Linked DNA regions of Rattus norvegicus: region 2 is linked to region 1. A link is a contact called in public Hi-C data. All regions are on one chromosome and are shown on one strand. The core of a region is the stretch at or near the end of the contact, and the rest is flanking DNA. Distances in the headings are between cores, read along the strand shown.

Region 1 (3,914 bases), core at 922-3,421:
GTGTGGGAGTAGGCTCTCCTCTAAGATCCATGACATCCCTCACCCTGCGTAGGTGGCTAGGTTCGCTGTAACAGGCATGATTCCCCTCCTGTTGAGCAGGCCTTAAAGTTCACTTAGACAGCTGTTGGCTACGGCAAGACTCTGGGCCACTACTGTACTCCTAGGGGACATCATTGCTGTGTTTCCCTCCCTGGGCAGATTTCACAACACCTTCTTGTGCTATGAAGCTAGTCTCTGGAGGATGCTTTCCAGTCAGTTTCAAGACAGCTTGGATCCTCTGAGTCCTGTCTGAAGTGCATGGTATTTTCAGAAATAGGGACCTATCTCAAACCTGGGAGTCAACCAAGGGCAAGGGCTTGGACTTTCCTGATTAACAAATCAAAAAGGGGGTTTCTCATGCCTGGTACTGAGTTGTTTTTTTTTTTTTTTAATTAGTCTATGTCTCTTGGGCAAATATTATCAGCCTAAATAATAACTTCATTTAAACGATATATATTATTTATCGCACATACACACACATGTGCTTCTGTGTATGATATATAATTTTTAGTAGATAAAAAATAATTCCTTGTGGCTTATTCAAACATCCTGTGGTAGTTTGAATGAGAATGACCTCCTTAGGCCATATGTTTGAATACTTGTCCAGGTTGTGGAAATATTTGGGGAAGATTAAGAAGTGTGGCCTCTTTAGAGGAAGTGTATTTGCACCCTTTCCCTAGCTTTAGACCTCAAAAGCCTCCTGCCAACCCCAGTGATCTTCTCTGCCTCCTGCTTATGGATCTAGACTTGAGCTCTCAGCATTTCCTGCCACCATAATTGAACATTTCTTTGTAAGTTACCTTGATCACAATATTTGTTACAGCATTATAAGAGTAACATATAACGTCTTAGTGTTTCATTGCTGTGAAGAGACCATGACCAAGGCAACTCATAAAAGCAAACATTTAATTGAGGCCGGCTTACAGTTTCAGAGGTTCAGGCCATTATCATTGAGGTGGGAAGCACGGCAGTATGCAGGCAGACTTGGTGCAGGAGGAGCCAGGAGTTCTACATGTTGATCTGAAAGCAGCTTTAGAAGACTGCAGTCCACAGGCAGCTAGAAGGCTCTCTTCTACACTGGGTGGAACTTGAGCACTAGACCTCAAAGCCCGCCCATACCATGACATACTTCCTCCAACAAGTCCACGCCTACTCCCAAAAGGCCACACCTCCTAATAGTGTCACTTTCCATGGCCAAGCATAGTCAAACTACCACAATACCCTTAGTGTTATTTTCCTTCCTATCTCCTTCTTCTATATTGACCTTCTGCTCTTCTCCTCAATTAAAATCCCCCACCCCTTTCTTCTTTGTATCACTGTATCCTGCTGTTCCCTCTCGAGCACGTCTGCCTCCCTACCATGTACCTTTCTTGGTTTCTGCAGTTCTTTTACATTATACACCTGAAGATCTGGAGCTCAGAACCTCAGATAAGAGAGGACATACAACATTTGCCTTTTCGTGTCTGGATTACCTCACTCGAGATAGCTAGTTCCATCCATTTCCTGGCTAGGTCCAGGTGTGAGATGTGAGGTGGACTAGGCAGAGAGGTTGGATGTCAGGACAGTGTTTAAGAAATGTACAGGAGTGGTTCTGAGGATAGTGTGGTGCTGGTCATTTCCAAAGCAATGGCCGTTGCTTCAGAAAGGTCTTCCATAGGGAGTGTACTTGTGTGGTACTATTCTTCATGGTCATTGGCCTGACCGTAGAATAGCAGGGTCTTAGGAAGAGGTGAACTGAGCCTGCACCTTGCCAGCCCTACCTTTTCCAGCTGGGGGGGAGGGGTGAAAACTCCAGAGGGCAGGAGAAAAGAGGGGGAAAGGTGATAATCAGAGAAGCAAGCAGACTTCCTTCCTTAGGGAAAACTTATAAGCACACAGGACAATAGAATTTCTTGCCCATATTTCTACAGCACCACCTGGGCTTACATAGGTGATGTTTGTCTGAGAGCAAATGGATGTGGATGTCTGAACTGTTCACAAATAGGGAACTGAATCCAATCCACCCAAAATAGAACTGATGCTGGCTGAGCTGCAGACGCTGGAAGAACAAGGTAGGGGATGAAATGCAGAGAGAGTGGGCAAGGATGCCGCTGTGAACCCTCCTTGTGGTACAGGCCACATCACTCCAGCCGCAATAAGGAGCCAGACCTGTGAGTCAGGGCTTAGTCAGTTATAATCAACAAAGCGTTGGTTTGAGTTTATATGAGCAGAAAAGAAATTCAAGTTGTACCTCACTGTCCACAGGCATTGTCTTCCAGGATTACCATGGATGCCAAAGTCTGTGGGTACTCGGGGGCCCTATCAGAGACAGTGTGTGTTTTATAGAACCTACAAGTCCTTCCATGTGCCTTACACTCCAGCATCTCTGGATTACTTGTAATATCTAATTCTATGTAAATAGCTGTTACACAGTGCTTTGAGGAATCAGGTAAGGAGAATAATCTACATTTTATGTACTGAGGCTCCCCCCCCCCCGTTTTTAAGTAGAGTTGGCTAAGTCCAAGGATGACAGAGCCCAAGATCCCCACATCTCTGTGGCACCAGGGTTCAAGAATGCATCTCAGAGAGGCTAGGCCAAGGACTGGACTCCAGAGCTGGTCTCTACTCACCTCTGCCCACTGCTTTTCTCTCACCTCCCAACGCCTAGCCTCGCCTGGTGTACGTATGAAGCATATGGCCAGCCTACTCACCTCCTGTGTCTCTTGGAAAGCCTAGTCGCCTTTTTGTTCATGTTCTACTTGTTGACAAAAGGAAAGGAGAACAACAAGGAAAAACAGAATTAGGAAAAAAAAAACCAAAACAAAAACCTGAGTACTTAGATGCTGGTCTCATGCTGGCCCTACACAGGCTGCTGGGCCCTGCAGCTAGAAACCTGTTTGGGGAGGTCAAGTTGTCCCAGCATATCCTGCAGCAGCATATCCTGGAAGAAGTACAGGGTCCACCATTTGAGTCTTGAGACCCAAACAGTGTTCTGCGACAGTTCCTACAGGACAGTCTCAATGTGGTCGCCACCTTTGGCAATGGAATGTGGCCAATCAAAATGGAGACATGATTTCATCCAGGTTTGGAGAGTTAGTACCAACAACTGCAGGAGAGCTCACTAATATACACGTGGGCTGTGGATGATGACACTGCAGCCAATGACAGACACGTGTGACGCTCTGTAAGATTATAACGGGGCTGTAGAATCCCTGTGGCCTAGTGGCATAGCTACTGTGTCAGAGCACAGTGCATTGCTCACGCATGTGCGGTGACGTGTTCGTGTGACTGCTTTGCCAGTCGCATGAGGGAAAGGCAACTATCTATTCATTGTGATAAAGTTTCAGATGCTGATAACCAGATGTGTTTGATAACTGTGGGTTTGATGACTATTCTGGAACATACCTGCTTACAAAGAAAGAAATGTGCTGTGAAATGGCCATGGAGCTGTGGTGGTCTTGTTCACAGGTGCTGTTGCCTTCGTGTCCTGAGGCTGTCCTTTCTTTTGTCTTGATTTAATCTTGTGTTCTATGTTCATCATGGCCCCAGAAAGAATATCTACATACATACACACATACATATATTATCCAGATACTCTATATTTACCATACAGCTTATTATACAGTGATTTGTGGGCACACACTCAGTGATGTTTATACCACAAAAGGATTGCCTAACGATGCAATTTCTCAGGCTATCTCTTCATTAAATGACTATGGGCATTTTAGATTGATCACATAGAGATAATATCTTGATAGATTCACTTAAAAATAAATTCCTTTGTGTGTGTGTGTTCATTTGTGGGGGGGGTACATGCATGTGTGTGTGGAGGCCAGAGGTCACCATCGGGGATCTTATTTGATTGCTATCTACCTATATTTTGAGATGATCTTACT
Region 2 (3,914 bases), core at 650-3,149, 250 kb after region 1:
AAGCCACAGACAAAATTCAGCACCAGAGTTAGATGCAAAATGCTAGATGATTATGGAACAATGTTTTCAGATGTCTGAAGAAATGTTCTTCCCAACATGAGACAATACCTTTTAACTGTGAGAGTAGAAAAACCTTTTTCAGACATTCAAAGCCTCAAAAGTACAGTTCATGCCTTCGTCAGGAACCTACTCAAGTACGTACTGCATAAACTAAGACAGGTAACAATACACAAGTGGATAAACAAGAGGAAAGTAAATTGTAGGAAATGCTAAACTCAAGACCCAAAATGGGAAAAGAGAATTCCCAAGCCTTTAACACTGAAGGAAGATAGCAGTAGCCCGACCGGACACCAGCGAGTCCATACTAGGCAAGTCGGCAGGCTCTAGGCAGATTTCTTTACGAAAATGTAACTGATAAAATGTCTTTTTTTACCTTAACATTTTGAGTGGAGGCCCATGATAGTGGTGAAAAAATTTGAAGTTCAAGTAAAAATACATATGTAGAAAACTAAGTAAGCCAAGATGGTTATAATTCAGGGAAACCAAGTAACCCAGGAAAGGAAATCAAAGCTTCCTACATAGCTCAGTACCAACTAGTTTAAACCATATATGTGCAACCTGTACTTATATTCTGCAAGGTTACCAAGGAAGATCAGGGATTAGGAAGGAGTACTCAGAACCAATATTGAAAAGTGTCCTACTAAAAAGTAAACACAAGAGTCTGTTTCTGAGCTCGGGGTCCCCTTCAGTTGTTGGCATATGTATTAACCCACCAACAGCCCCGTTCTAGCAAGTGTTCTGTAAACATCTCAGAACATCTGCGGTCAAATTCTGCATGCAAGAGCTCACAACAGACTGACAACCCACAACTTTTAGAAATCAAAACATGTTTGAATACCTGGTTGGCTGAATCTTTTACACATACGTAAAAGGCCAAATTGAGACCATTCGTTTGCTTATTTTTCTTGTTCTGTTAAAGCGGTAACGCCAACCCTTTCACAGAGCACAATGAATGGGCAGTAGCAGTCTTGAGCTCTAATTTGACTATCATTTAGAGAGGCTATTTTTGGAAGAGTACTTCTAACTAGTCTACACTCCAAAAGCCTTCTCCCCTCATCCCCGTCTCCCTTTTTCAGATAGTCTCCAGTAGCCCAGTCTGGCCTAGTATTTCGTAGCTGAGGGTTGACCTTGAACTTTCCCTTCTTTTGTCTCCACTTTCCAAGTGCGGAGATTACAGCCATGTGCTCAGTCTTAGGCGGCGGCGGGGAATCCACGGTAGCTCTATACATGCTAGACAAGCCCTCTATTAGCTGAGCTACGCAGTAGATCCTCATTACTAGTTTCCCCCATTGGTAGCTCCTCCTACTCTGGCTGGTAAGCAAAGATCATCCTTGTTTAGTCATTTTGTTGGAGACAGGCATAGGGCGACCTCTACAGGTAGAGGAAAGAAGTACTTTTCAACTTGCAGATTTCTTTAAAGGTTTTGCATCCCTAGAATGTTTTTAGTAAAATATGTTTACTAAACAAAGTAAACAAGAGTGTTTTTTTTAAGCTTTGCATCACGGATTGTGGATAATGATTCCGAGTAACTCAAAATTGTCTAGGCATCTGCCATTCCGCATCCCTGCCCTCGCCCACTCCTTGGGTATACCCAGTGGCTCTCTTCAAGTACCCGGGGTTCCCGCACACCGGCTCGCACTCAGGGATCTGACGTCTAGTCATTCAAAGTCCTCTAGTTTAGCGATTTAACGAGCACAGGCTTCAGGGACAGAGCTATACAGGATAAGAATAAAAGTTCGCGGGCCATACTTCTCGCGCTGTCCCGCACAGCGGCGGCTATCTCGCTCAGGAGCTCCTCCACGACCTCCGGGAGCGTGACCGCCATAGCACGCCGCACGACTTCTCTTCCCGTGGGCTGCGAACTCTTTGCGCGCGGCAGGCCGAAGGCGGGGCGAGGCGGCGTGACGTCATCACGCGTCATCGCGCATGCGGACAGGCGGGGCGTCCCGGGCCAGCCGCGGCTAGTGGAGCTGTGAGGACGCGTCGGCATGTTCCGGCTGCTTCGCTGGCGTCTGGGTCGAACCCTGCTGCGGGCCGCGGGCCGGCGGTGCGGGGGCTGTACTGCGCGCCTACTGCCGGAGCGGGCCGGTGACGCGGGTCCGGGCGCGGAGCGGCTGCGGACCCGAGGCGCGCCGGCGCGGGGGCACCGAGTGCTGCCGCTGTTGGCAGGTGAGCGGAGCGCTCCGGGCGGGGCCGGCCCGGCGGGGGCGGGGGCGGGGGCGCGGGCACGGGCCGGTCCCGGTGACCTCTGAGCCGCTTCTCGCAGCGCTCGCCTGGTTCTCGCGAACCGCGGCGGCAGAGGAGCAGCCGGGAGAGGACGCGACAGACGAGGCGGAGGCAGAGATCATCCAGCTGCTGAAGCGAGCCAAGGTGAGAGGATCGATCGGGCGTGCGCGCTCTCCGCTCCGCTTCCCGAGGCCTGGATGTATTGGCCCGGGGTGGAAAGTTGGGATGCATCCAGACTGGTCCAGGGCGAATCCTGCAGCAAAACCGCTGCAGTTGTGAGTGCAGGTGGAGACGGCACCCTCACAGTTTCCTTATTTATTTTGTCCAAATGTATTGATTGAGGATGTTTTGCGGGGGTGGCTTTAATCAGTTAACATCCAAGCCGAAATAACATTTTGTGCATAGAATATGTATGACGTCCCGAAAATGCAATTTAGTATCATTTATGCCTCTTGGTTCACGTCTAAATCTGTTTCTCCACATCCTTTTATTCCCTCCAGGTTTATTTAATTTCTTCCAACGGGTTCGATATCGACTTAATGCCAACAACGTCCAAATTTGTGTTCACAGACTGCAGTGTGTCACTGACATGCTGTCTCTATTGCAAGGCTCTAGTTATGTCTCAGATTTAGCGTGCCCTCCTCTAAGCACTTTTTCTTAAATTCCTTCCCCAAAATGTGTCTTTAACAGTCTTCTTTTTACCCCCTAAAAAATTAAGCCTAAAAAAAAAACCATAGTGGTTCCTCAGGCAGATCTCTGTGTGTTTGAGGCCAGCTTGGTTTACAAAGCAAGTCCAGGACAGTTAAGACTCTGTTACACAGAGAAACCCTGCCTCAAAAGAAAAAAAAAGGGAAAATATAATGGTTCTTAAATGTGTTGTTGATAATTCCCAGTTACACAGTAATGAACACAATTGCTGTCAAATCCAGAACACTTCTCAAATCACCCCCACCACCACCCTTCCCCTCTATTTTCCTAGATTTTCTCACACAGGTCCTGTTCTCTTGCCCCAACTGCCGTCCATGCAGCAAACTGAGTGATGGTTTGAAAATGTAAATCAGTGTAGTGCCTTCTTGTGTGACAGCTGAGTGACTTCTCCTTGTATCTGAGAAAACACAAAGCTCTGTCAGGGGCTGCAGGACTGGAAGTGATCAAAGCCAGCTGTCTCATCCTCCTGTGGCAGTAGCTGGGATTCAGCGCACGCCCTCTCTCCACCCTCCTTGCCTGTCTCCTGAAGAACCATTCTTTTCAGCCTATGGGGCTTTACCCGTGACTCTTGGGGTCATTCTTCCGTCCACTTTGTTACATGGTTAACTCCTCAGTCATCTTACCTCCTTTTACTCTCATTTTCTTGAACATGGTTTCCTTTGTCATTCCTCTGTGTTGTTTTTCTTCCTCTTTTCATGAGTTTTGATTACACCTACTTGTCCTACCTGATTCCCTGTAATCCTCAGGAAGAGAAGAAGTAGATGGAAGGCAAACAGCTTTCATGTAAGCACGGTGCCAGGCGTGGTGGCACTAGCCTTTAATTGCCACACGCAGGAGGCAGAGGCAGGTGGATCTCTGTGGGTCAGGAGTCTCTGGAGGAAAAAGAAAGTAAAGATGGCTCGCATTCCTTCTGTCTGATC

What was found. A called contact is a pair of places that touch in the nucleus more often than the background predicts.
Region 2: a contact with region 1 is called in a Hi-C map of the A7r5 cell line, with 7 times the contacts expected there. The contact joins the promoter of Zswim7 here to the enhancer-like site in region 1. A contact is called at or near these places in 11 of 12 Hi-C or Micro-C datasets (the A7r5 cell line, the Rat2 cell line, Schwann cells and 7 more) and 1 of 1 datasets of contacts at active chromatin or transcription factors (oligodendrocytes).

Annotation. Positions count from the first base shown.
Region 1 is chr10:47,217,025-47,220,938 of GRCr8, forward strand. All of the region lies in intron 2 of Specc1 (sperm antigen with calponin homology and coiled-coil domains 1), which reads left to right. It overlaps LOC134480804 (a long non-coding RNA gene), which reads right to left. Exons shown (of 2, transcript XR_010055653.1): 1 at 3,424-3,914; 2 at 1-2,773. Among named protein-coding and RNA genes, the nearest start is that of Specc1, 81 kb to the left of the region's middle. Within about 2 kb of position 2,172, at least 4 of the 93 cell types and tissues checked have an H3K27ac peak or open chromatin away from gene starts, as enhancers often do. A contact at or near this core is called in the A7r5 cell line, where this site is marked.
Region 2 is chr10:47,467,035-47,470,948 of GRCr8, forward strand. It overlaps Zswim7 (zinc finger, SWIM-type containing 7), which reads right to left and starts at 1,900. Exons shown (of 5, transcript NM_001163492.1): 1 at 1,810-1,900. The coding sequence starts at 1,885. Ttc19 (tetratricopeptide repeat domain 19) reads left to right here and starts at 2,009. Exons shown (of 10, transcript NM_001415772.1): 1 at 2,009-2,229; 2 at 2,327-2,430. The coding sequence starts at 2,049.